Regions from separate parts of the Mus musculus genome. Here region 2 is linked to region 1. A link is a contact called in public promoter capture Hi-C data. All regions are on one chromosome and are shown on one strand. The core of a region is the stretch at or near the end of the contact, and the rest is flanking DNA. Distances in the headings are between cores, read along the strand shown. Region 1 holds the start of Tfpi (tissue factor pathway inhibitor). Region 2 holds the start of P2rx3 (purinergic receptor P2X, ligand-gated ion channel, 3).

What was found. Promoter capture Hi-C pulls out the DNA fragments that hold promoters and counts their contacts.
Region 2: a contact with region 1 is called in a promoter capture Hi-C map of embryonic stem cells, with 5 times the contacts expected there. The contact joins the promoter of P2rx3 here to the promoter of Tfpi in region 1. A contact is called at or near these places in 14 of 39 promoter capture datasets (3T3-L1-derived adipocytes, the C10 cell line, the HPC-7 cell line and 10 more), 7 of 484 Hi-C or Micro-C datasets (CD4 T cells, CD8 T cells, the HPC-7 cell line and 4 more), 6 of 115 datasets of contacts at active chromatin or transcription factors (T-cell acute lymphoblastic leukemia, embryonic stem cells, large pre-B cells and 1 more) and 2 of 9 other capture datasets (adipose tissue and liver).

What each region holds. Positions count from the first base shown.
Region 1 is chr2:84,471,225-84,476,787 of GRCm38.p6, reverse strand. Tfpi (tissue factor pathway inhibitor) reads left to right here and starts at 2,614. Exons shown (of 9, transcript NM_011576.1): 1 at 2,614-2,845; 2 at 2,989-3,089.
Region 2 is chr2:85,033,295-85,038,857 of GRCm38.p6, reverse strand. P2rx3 (purinergic receptor P2X, ligand-gated ion channel, 3) reads left to right here and starts at 3,024. Exons shown (of 12, transcript NM_145526.2): 1 at 3,024-3,677. The coding sequence starts at 3,559. Ssrp1 (structure specific recognition protein 1) reads right to left here and starts at 1,738. Exons shown (of 17, transcript NM_182990.4): 1 at 1,530-1,738; 2 at 889-1,064; 3 at 320-505. The coding sequence starts at 942.

The sequences.
Region 1 (5,563 bases), core at 1,365-3,864:
GGGCCTCATCCTATCTTCTTCTGAAGGCATTTTGGCCATCTGCACACGTGAGTGATAAAGTCCTTCCTCGCTGTGAATAAACATGGTCCCTCCTAAGGTCAGACCAAGCCTATCTGTCTTTCCTTCTTCCATCTCTCTACAGCTGCTTTAAATAATCTAACAGAATCTAACAGTTTGTGCTTTGAGCATGTGTTGTGAGCATGGGTTTCATTCTTGTGTGCGAGGGGATGCAGTAAAGAAACTGCTGACATGATTGTTCCAAGATATGGTTAAGTTTTTATTGTAGGCATAAGAGAGAGAGGAGAGAGAGAGACAGAGAGAAAAAGAGAGAGACAGAGAGAGAGAGAGAGAGAGAGAGAGAGAGAGAGAGAGAGAAAGAATGAACAAACAGCCAGAGGCATCTGGAGGAGTTCATAGCAGAGGGAAAAAGAAGTAGACCGAACATGGCCAGGAGACTTGACATGGCCAGGGCTAGGGAAGCTGGAGAGCAGGGAGATGAGTGGAAATAGTGGGAGATGAAGACTCAAGGACACAGACACACCACACACACACACACACACACACACACACACACACACACACACACACACGTGGGGGGGGGGTGAGAGAGCTTTGAAATTCGTAAAAAGTACTTGTGAGTAGGAGCAGAGGAAGTTTGGAGGCCAGCATGGGCTGTGATATGCAGCCGTAGGTATATGTCAATGGAGCCATCTGTCACTTCTGCCAGAAGTAAGGGAAAGGACAACTTTTGGCCGATGGGAACTGCTTTCAAAAGTTCCGGAGGCATGGTGGCTTTTATTTATCCTCCAGAAATCCTTCTGTGGTCCAGCTTGAGCTCATTTCTGTATATTTGGACAGCTGAGAGAACTAATAGTTCCAGCCTTTTGTTGATGATAAAGGGTGATGTAGTGTCTCTCTTCCGTAGCTGCTTCTTAGGTGGAGAGGGTTGTCCTGGCAGGCTAGGAAAGCTGGAATTCCAGAGTTGCAGGCTGGGATGGGGTGGGTGTGGATGTGGAGGTGGGGGTGGGGGTATGAGTGGGGGTGGGGGACAGGGTCTGGTTTGCTGAGTGAACCTAAAGAGAGAGACAAAGAACAATTACATTGGCTTACCAGTGGCAAGGGATCTTCTGAGCAATGACAGATGGAAGCCCTGAAGTTTGCATGAACTGTTTTAAGCATATAAAAAGAGGTTAAAGGTTTAGATAGAATGACCACTGTCTGTGTTCTGCAAGGAAGTACTCATTGTAGCAAAGCAGTTAACAAAAATCTGTAAACAGTTGGAATAGACCTTTGAGCCTTAGCAAAACAAAGCTTGAAAAGTTATTAGCATAATAGGAGCATGAACATTTATTTATCTGTAATAAGACAGAGATTTCTTGTCAGGGAAGAGAACAAAAGAACAGAGGTGTTTTTTTCACAATGATAAGTGCCTTTATTTAGAAAACAACTAAAGAAAATTAACAATTTTGGGCCTGTGACTATGATGTTTTTAAAAAGTTTAGTAGCCAGTGTTTTACCAGGGCTAGATTCATCAGAACTCCACTGAGTGAACCCTGAAGTCTTCACATCGTATACCATCTTGAAAGTCTCATTTTTCACGCACCTTAAATCATTTTCACATACTTTGAATCCCTTCCTCAGACCTTGGCAAGTTGCATAAACTTTAAACTTTTTTTTTTTTTTTAAAATCTGGAAAACTCTAATACTTTGAGGCATAGGTGTTTGATTAGTGAACAAAGTCACAAAAAAGTAAGCTCTTTTGAATAAAGGAACAGCAGAGAGCAAGTTTTGAGTAACAACACGATGGCTTGAGTTTGCTCTCACACTGAAATCTGTTTTTGTGAGTTTATCTTTCTCAGCAGGAAGCCTGTCAGCGAGGCAAACGTGTCTGTGAGCTTGCCTGTCTCAGCTGGAGACCTGAGCTCTGGAAAAGGCAAGGCCTTAGGAAACGGTCTGACTAAGCAGCTGTGTCCCTGAGAAGGCAAGGCCTTAGGAAACGGTCTGACTAAGCAGCTGTGTCCCTGAGGTGAGAGGCTAAGATTTATCAGATTGCTGCTCCCAATCTGATAAAACACGCAGTCAACATCACCCCAGAGGTCTGAGGGTAAATTTGAGCAGGAAGTATAGACCAAATGGCCTCTGGGCCAATTAAGAATGACAGATTTAACTGCCACCTGAACAGTCAGTATGGTGATCTGTTGTGAGCAGAGGTGAACCGAGTTTTGCAGCCACACACACAGGGCAGCGTTAAGTCTTCAGTTAACCACAGTGGGCAGCAATCAGCCCTCAGCCACCAGACCCAGACGGTCTAAGAGATTTTCCCGTGGAACTTGGGAAAACTACCTTAGAGAGGCAGAGTAGGGCAGAATAGGATCCCACAGTGTCCACAGTTTGGGCAGGACCCAGGCCTCGGGTGAGCCTGGGGCAGTGCTTTGCTCCAGGTGAAGTCTGTGGCCGCCCATCTTCTTTCCTGTTACCAGAAGCTGGGTATTGTTGTCTATTAGGGTAAAAGTTTGACAGACTTCCTGGTAGGCACCAGATAGGGAGAGGGCCGTGGCTAGATAATGGCTAGCTTCCTCACCTATTGACTTTGACACAAAAGCTTCCAGGGGAGAATCCTTACTGAGGGACTGGCTCAACAAGGTCAAGACCTGATGAGGACATGTCACACATAGTTTCACAGTTTCATAGTTTCGGACCAATCAACGGCAAACTGACCAACCCTGAAGTGGGGGAGGAAGACTCTTCGAATGCTTTAAAACCTCAGGACTCGAGAGAAGAGACTGGGGTTTTCGGCTTCCCGAGCAACCTTTACAGAGAATCTTTTTCTCCGTGTGTCTGACGCGTGAGTGTGTTCCCCACCCTAAGTAGATGCTTGCCTTTAACTCCTACTTCTCTCTATTGCTCTTCTGAAATTTCCTGCCTTTAATTTCTTTAACTGCCAGAGAAACGGAACCCAATTAAGACCCTCTAAACTATTATTTTTAGACTGTATCACTTTCGGGACCTGTCTCCGGATTTCTTCTGAAGACGGTATAATTTTGGGACCTCATCTCCAGATCTCATTTAAGGACTACTGACTCATCAAGGTAAGAAACCCAAGGGAGATGGTGGTGGTGGTGCGGTGGAGGTGTGCTGGCCAGTCCAGTTGGCCCAACTACAAGGTGTCCAGGTGCATTGCTCAGTGTCAGTCACGATGTCACCGTCGCTTCTGGGCAGAGGTGCTCATTCGGGAGATGGCACAGAAGCAGGAAGCAGACTTCTGCGTTGGCACTCTTGGTGCCCTGCGGGGGCATTCTGACAAATGCCCTTTTATGGTGCCTGCCCACCCTCACTAGTTGTTATCCCTTGCTCTCATCACAACCTCAAACTGAGAAGAAAGGCCAGATGCAGGGGCACTCCTGTAATCCTAGCCCTCTGAGGCAGAGTGAGGTGGGTCTGTAAGTTTCAGTCAGCCTGGTCTACAGTGAGACTAGCCACCGATAAGAAATGAAGTTGTGGTCCAGATATGCCCTCCCACCCCCGGATTGGTTTCTAAGTCTTCTAAGTCTTGGTTTAACTATAAAATATGCCAGAATATTTCAGATACTTATGAATGTCCTCTTCTCTAGCAGTACACATTGAATAACCACACTGTCGATAAAAGTTTTTTAATCGTTTTTAACATCTCAATTTGTCCATGCTATTTTGTCGCAACTTAAGAGTATTCTCTTTTTTTTTTTTCCCCATGAAGTGATTTCCATTTTTACTTTGTTTGTGTTTTGCTTTTGTTTTTTGAAACAGGGTTTCTCTCTGTATAGCCCTGGCTGTCCTGGAACTCGATCTGTAGACCCAGGCTGGCCTCGAACTCAGAGATCCGCCTGCCTCTGCCTCCCCAAGTGCTGGGATTAAAGGTGTGCGGCCACCACCGCCCGGTCCACTTTTACTTTTTATATTATGAATAAGTGGTTAGAGCCACATGATCTAAAGAGTTTAGCATCTTTATTCCAAGAGGAGCCTTATTTATTTTATAAAACCATTTCTGTCAACTACTTTGTACCTAAAAGAAAAAAAAATAATCCTTAAAATGGCCACAGTTTCAAATATGGACATATTATGACATCAGGGAATTTTATATTGAGCAATTCTCCAGAAAATTACACCCTCTGTAACTAAAGTCAAGACCAAGTCAAACTAAGGCCAAGATTCACTATTGGATTGGTCAGTCTCTCAGGAAGATGATGAACCAGAGCCAGGAGCCATGTGTTTGTGTGCTTTCATTTCTGGTTTGTTTTAAAACTGCTTCATGTTCTAATATTCATTCTTCGGGTCCAAAATGGTTTATTTCATTGCTCCCCATACTTAATTTTTGAGCAGGGGAGTCTTTAAAAATATGATCAGCTGGGCAGTGGTGGCACACGCCTTTAATCCCAGCACTTGGGAGGCAGAGGCAGGCTGATTTCTGAGTTCGAGTCAGACCTGGTCTACAGAGTGAGTTCCAGGACAGCCAGCCAGAGGTATACAGAGAAATCCTGTCTTGGAAAACCAAAAAAGAAAAAAAAAAATCAACTGGGTGTGGCCAGATCTCTGAGTTCAAGGCCAGTCTGGTTTATGGAGTTCTAGGGCAGCCAGGCTACACAGGGAATCCTTACCTTGGAAAATTGAAAAAGTAAAACAGGTCAACTTAGTCTCCCCTTCCTCCTCTGCCTAAGTTCAGTGGGTTAATTTAGACTGCAGTATTTGTGTAACAAGTGCCTTTACTGGTTGCCGCATCTCACTGGCTTGCAACACAGTTAAAGAAAAGAAGACTTGGCTAGGCCTTGTGCACTATATAGTATCAATTATCAATTGTCTCATCACCTTCAACGGCCTCTAACTAAAAATGTTTTTACAAATTGATTAATAGCTTGTTTATGAAAGCACAAACAACAATTGCCTAGTTATATTTTGTTCCTAAAAGAAAAATAACCATGCTAGTTAGAAGCTTAAATTAATGGGGCCAGTTATTAGCCCCTCTTACTTGGACTCAAAACACAGAGGCAGGATATTTCAAGATTGGCTACCTCAGCATGAATTCAGGCTCTTTCCAGAACATTCTCATCATTTACAGTAAATCAATGTACTTAGAGCTGTCTTTCTTAACATCATGTGGCAGCTGTTTGAGTCACAGGTATGACATCATAGGATAAGTTAAAGGCGACTCTGAGTGGATCTTTCTATATAGTGAAATTAGATGAAGGAACATTTAGAAAAAGCCCCCTATCTTCTACCCAGCAAGATACATCACACAGATCCCCCTAGACCGGTGCTTCTCAAACTGTGGGTCGTGACCTTGGGGCCGCATATTACATATTTACATTATGATTTGTAACATTAGCAAAATTAGTTATGAAGTAGCAATGAAATATCTTCCGGCTAGAGACCATGAGGATCTGTATTAATGAGTCGCAGCATGACGAAGGTTGAGAACCACTTCCCTAGGCACAGATGATCATATCCTGACATCTAAGTCAATCACCATCAATCACTTATCACCATGATGAGTGCAGATTAAAGCTTTGTTCTTGGGACAGGCATAGGCTAG
Region 2 (5,563 bases), core at 1,775-4,274, 560 kb before region 1:
CTCAAAATGGAAAAGCAAAATCCTAGAGCACCAAGCTAAGATGCTGAGCCAGGACAGAGGGAGCAAGTGGAAACCATGGTATAAGTTAAGATGGTAGAAAACCTCCTGGAGTCCAGGTACACGACACGTGTACTGAATACACAACACTGTTTTTTTTGTTTGTTTGTTTTGTTCAATAGTCTCCAACAGCCTTGCTTCGAGGAACCCAAATGAGCAGTAACATGATTATCAGAGAAACGCCAACTGTCTCTAGAAGATTAAAAATAAAAAAAGACAAGGCAGTTACAAAGAAAGTGGGTCACAGAACAAGATCGCTCACCGATTCGCGGAAGCCATCGTACTTGTAGACATGCCCATTCTTTGTGAGCAGTTTAAGCCCATGGCCTAATGCTACCCGACGCCAGATGCCTTCTGTCAACTCCCCAGCCTGGATGTTGTCCACTTTGCCCGTCTTGCTGTTCTTAAAGATGATACCCTGACGGCTCAATCGAAGCCTCCCATCATTCTGCCCAAAATACAGACCCAAAATCAGAACAGGGTAGTGTGTAGTGGATCCTTTCTACCCCTTACCCATGGGATGCAGGATGGCCAGAGTATCAATTGAAAAGCGGTCGTGGTGAAATCAAGTTAAAAGACACAACAGACATTAAGTCTAGACTGCAAGCTTGGCTCTGGCATCAGAAACCCTGTAAGGGCCCCAGTTTCCTGGTTTTCTAATACAACTCAACAAACTCAACATCTTGCAACTCTTTGAGACTTTGCTCACGTTTTCGCTTGGGGGACACACTGATACACTGTTTCCAAAAAAGTAGTCAGAGTTAAGCTTTTCGTTCATAGATTCGAACTCTTTCCCCCTCTCTGCCTTTCTTTTGCCCAAGCCATTCTCACCATGGACCCTTTCACCTCCTGGAAGATGTCGTTGAACTCCAATGTCTCTGCCATGTTCACCTGCCCGTGGTGGCCTGAGCACACAGCCCTAGGCTGCACCAGAGAAAACGAACCCTTCTCTGGATGCTGTGCCCCAATTCCTGGTTAGTTGTGTAGATGTCCAGCAGGGTGGGAATCTGAATTCGGGAAGGAGACTGATAAGCAAGAAACAACGCCACCTTACTCCGCTCAGCCATGTACCTGGTATGTCTCAAGTTCTTTGCTGCCTGGGGATCTTACTGACCCGTTCTGCAGGGCTCCTGAGGCCAAGGCCCAGGACCCTAGGTGCAGAACCAGGCCTATAGTGGCGCTTACACCCCAACCCGACACCCTCTCGGTACGTTCCACGGACAGGCACGGCAACAATCGGCGGAACCTGAGACCCGCTCAGAGAGCGCACCTCAACTCCGCTCAGAGGGTAGTGTCCTGATCGCAGAGACCCCACCACCCCGGGGCCCCGCGTGAATCTACGTTTCTCCCCCTTCTTTTAAAATGGATTCGCCCATTGCCCGCGAATTTGAACGCGGATCGATCCATTCCGATCGTCCCGCGGGGGAGCGGGGCCCATGCACACCAGGGGCCCAGGGATCGCGACCACCCACCTCTAAGAGCTGCAGCCTCGCGACGGCACAGTGAGGGCGGTGGGCGCAGGGGGACGCAGGGGAGGGGGTAGGGATGCGGGGGAAGGGATGCCGGGGAAGCTTTTCCCGCGTGCGCAGCCCCGCGTCCCGCCACCGGAAGTCGCGCACGGACCATAGAGAGGAAGACTTGGCTAGAACGGCATCATCCGGGCCGACCAACGGGTACATTCGCCTAGAGCGTCGGCACTCCCCCTGGTCGGCTAAAGCGAGAGGCTTGCTATGGAATCCCACGCGGCTGAATTCTTGACTAGAAAACGGGAACACTCTTTAGAAAGTTACAAGCTGCTCTTCAAAGACTAGATTCCGAAGGGAAATTATGCGGTTTTATTAGGTGTTCAGGTTTGTATGTTTGTTGGAATCATGCACGCCCCTCCCTCCTGTGAAATAATCTGGGAAGGAGTCTGTTGAACAAGAAAAATACAGAGGTGTAGCCCCACTAGCTGCAAAGGAGATGCGGGTGTCGGCGATTGTGCTTGCTTTCCAGCTGTACCCTGGCAAGTAGATCAGATCCTTTCTGCAGTGAGTTCACCTACCCCCAACACTATCCTGTCCATATCCCTAATTTGTGGGTTCTCAGGAAGAGCCTAGCAGATGGCTGCATTAAATTCAAGTGGTGGTGTCGGATTTACCTTTGAGCTAGAACTTACTTGAAATCACATCAGCCTACGTTGGCAGAAGCCCGGATGGCCTCACATAGCACCGGAGTGCATCTTGCAAAATCTGAAGCCAGGTCTGACAGAGATGCTTGAGTTTATCTCATTTTACAGATGAGAAAAATGAGACCACAAAAGATTTGCGACTGGGTGTCAGTCCATTACCATCAAAACTGGAACCTAGAACACAGACTCTTTAACATCAGCCTTTTATAATCATGAGGGTTCAGGGTTTAGAGTGATTGCTAGCATATGTCCTACACAAAGACAGGATAAGCCCACAGTTTCCCTGAAATATCACTGCACTGACTTGCTAACTCAGTCCTGGGATATGATATAGATAAAAATGTGTTTTGTCATTCGGTGCTTGTGGCTTTAACCACTATCATTGCTAGCACTATTTAGCTAAGTCAAACTGGGCTTAAGACATAATGAAAACCTATTAATGCAGCACGTTTCTAGGATCTGACAAAACTGTTGAAGATCGTTAAAATAGCCCAGCCTCTTAGGAGCACATACCCTAACAAAAGATTTTAATAACTTCGGGGTTTAAAAAGAGAGGGAGTTCAGTAATTTCTGTGCAACTTGAAGAGTTGCAACCAACTAGAGTTAGAAATAAGCGACTTTCCGCTTTGTAGTATTACAAATCTGTAATCACAACACTCAAAGACTGGGGCAGGAGGATTGTGAATTTGAAACATGGCAACATAACAAGTTAGACAACATAATGAGATGCTGGAGGGCAGAGAGGAGGAGATGGTAAGAAATGCGTGTCTTCCTCCCAGGAGACACAGAACTGTCAAGAACCCTTTCTCCCTATTTGTGCTATTAGATAGAAATCGACAGACACTCAAGAGTGGAGTTCTTGGCTCAGGCAGATGAGCTAACTCAAGAGTGGGCAGTTACAAGGGGCTTTGGAGAATACAAAGCAGCTGGTGAGCTGGGATAGAGATGCCGCGTAAGAGAACAGAATAGAAACAGTAGACAGAGTGCAGATGAAACATAAGTCCCAGAGGGCCCTAGCCAGCTGCATCTCAGGCAATCTGGAGCCCGGGATTGGAGACCCCACCCCTGCTGTGACATCACAGGGGAGTGGAGTGAAGATGAATAAAAAGGTGGTCCACCGCCCTGGCCCTGGACTGTTGGCTTCTAGAGTGTCAAGAGGAGAGACGAGGCACTGGACTACAGTTGCCTGGCTTATAGGAACTGGCTCTTTTCCTCAAGCCCCATTAAGCAGCCCACTCCAGTTCTTGATCTCTGTCTCCCAGTCCTGAGGTCTTTTCTCTCCTTGGGCTGCATCCACAGCCTTTCTGGGTGGCTGTGAGCACTTTCTCAGTATGAACTGTATATCAGACTTCTTCACCTACGAGACTACCAAGTCGGTGGTTGTGAAAAGCTGGACCATTGGGATCATCAACCGAGCCGTTCAGCTGCTGATTATCTCCTACTTTGTGGGGTGAGTCCATGGTCCTTCGGATGGTGGGACAGAAGGGCTACCTGATGTCCTTCCCTCCCTCTCCCAAGGCTGCTCTGCAGCTCCTAGACCCTCTTCTCTGGGAAACACTTTGATTTGTGGGAGCCATGTCCTCAGGATTGGCCTCTGCCACTCCCATCTAGACCCGTCTCAGGTGCATTATTTTACCCAGAATCTCTTCCAGGATTCTAGACACATACGCCAAGAATATGAGTCCATTCCCTGGTTAAGAAAGGACCCATATGGTCCATCTTCCCAGACCAAAACAAAAACAAAAACCAAGTCAGACCCCTCCCCACATTTCCCCATTCCCCTCCATTGAGTCTTTAGAGTCCCAGAAAGATAAAGGAACGCAGGAAGGAGGAATGAAAACCAGGGAGATGGGCTGATGTGTGGAAGAAGAACCAGCTAGAGAGGAAAGGGGAGAGCTGGCTTTAATGTAGACTTAGGAATTTCTTCTTGTCATAGGGCTAGATGGTGAGAGGTTAAAAAGCAAGAGACATCTGTTCTTGGAGAGCAGGAGAACTGCCCCCCAAGCTAGACAGAGGCACAGACACACTCAAGGGAAGACCTGCCCAAGAGAAAGGTACCTTTTCTGACTTAGTGTGGGGCTTTTCCCCAGGAATGCAGAAATGATACCTATTGTTAAACAGCATAAATTCTCGCCTCACTCTGTGTCATAAGACACATGCTAGGGGTTGCTCAAGGACCAGCCAGATCCCAACACCGCCCTCCTGCACACATACAAAGGGACTTTGGCAAACAATGGCTGGGAGGAAAGCACGGGTCTGTCCTTCTTGCGGTCATTTCTACACACTGGTTGGCACCAGGAAATGCAGGCAGAAACCTCAAGGGTTTTCTTTCCTGGCTTGTGGGTCTGTGGTCGCTTGCCGTTCCTTGAAACGATGAGTCTGTTTGTGAAAGACAGCCACTGACTAGATCATGAGTTAATTCAGGCAAATCAAAGAGTATGTCCTGTGTGCTTGCAGCTGGAGCTGAAAGGTGGGAGTAGATAGATAGATGGGCAGATGTGGTTTTTCATAGTTCTGTTCCTTGGGTTTGATGAGAGTCTGTAGGCTTTAGTATAGCATTGTGGGGACATCAGAAGGAATTCAAGCTATGGAGTCGGATTAAATGGCCTTGAAGCTACTTTCCTATGTTGAAGTTTTGTGAGAAATGTTTAGATGTTCCATGTCCCTTTCTCCAAATTTGGCTCAAAACTGGTTTTTTGTTTTTTTTTTTTTTTGGTTGGCTAGTTGGTTAGCTTTTGTTTTGGAGACAAAGTCTCATCTATCCAAGGTTATGGACTTACTACACAGGTGAAGGTGACCTTGAATTCTTAATCCTCCTAGTGCTGAATTGCAGGTGTGGGCCACCACATCCATTTTTATGGCTGGCTGAACCCAGGACTTTGTGCATATTAGGTCAGCACTCTGTCAACTGAGCTACATCCTCAGCTGGTTCTTAAGCCTTCTGTGTGCACATATATATTCAGTGCCTTGATTGTTGATAGCCACAGGATGGTATATTGGTCCAAATGAAAGAAAAAGCTTTTCAGCACATTCCTAACCTGGCCTGGCTCTCCTGGCTCCAGGCAGGACGTTGATGGAAGACAGAGACAGCCATCTCCTAGATGGCTAAGCCCCCTTAGCTCTGCACTGCTCTTGGCTGCCCTCTCATCAGAATCAGATTGAATCCTCCAATGCTGGGGTTTTGAGTCCAGTCTGCTCAAGGGAGCATGAGAGAGGCTCTTTGGCATCTTGATATACAACCCCATCCATCTCCTATCCTGACAGCTCCCTGTGCAACAGTGCCTCACAGTTTCATCAGCACACTCAACAGCCCAGCCCCCTGGCCCAAGCCCATCT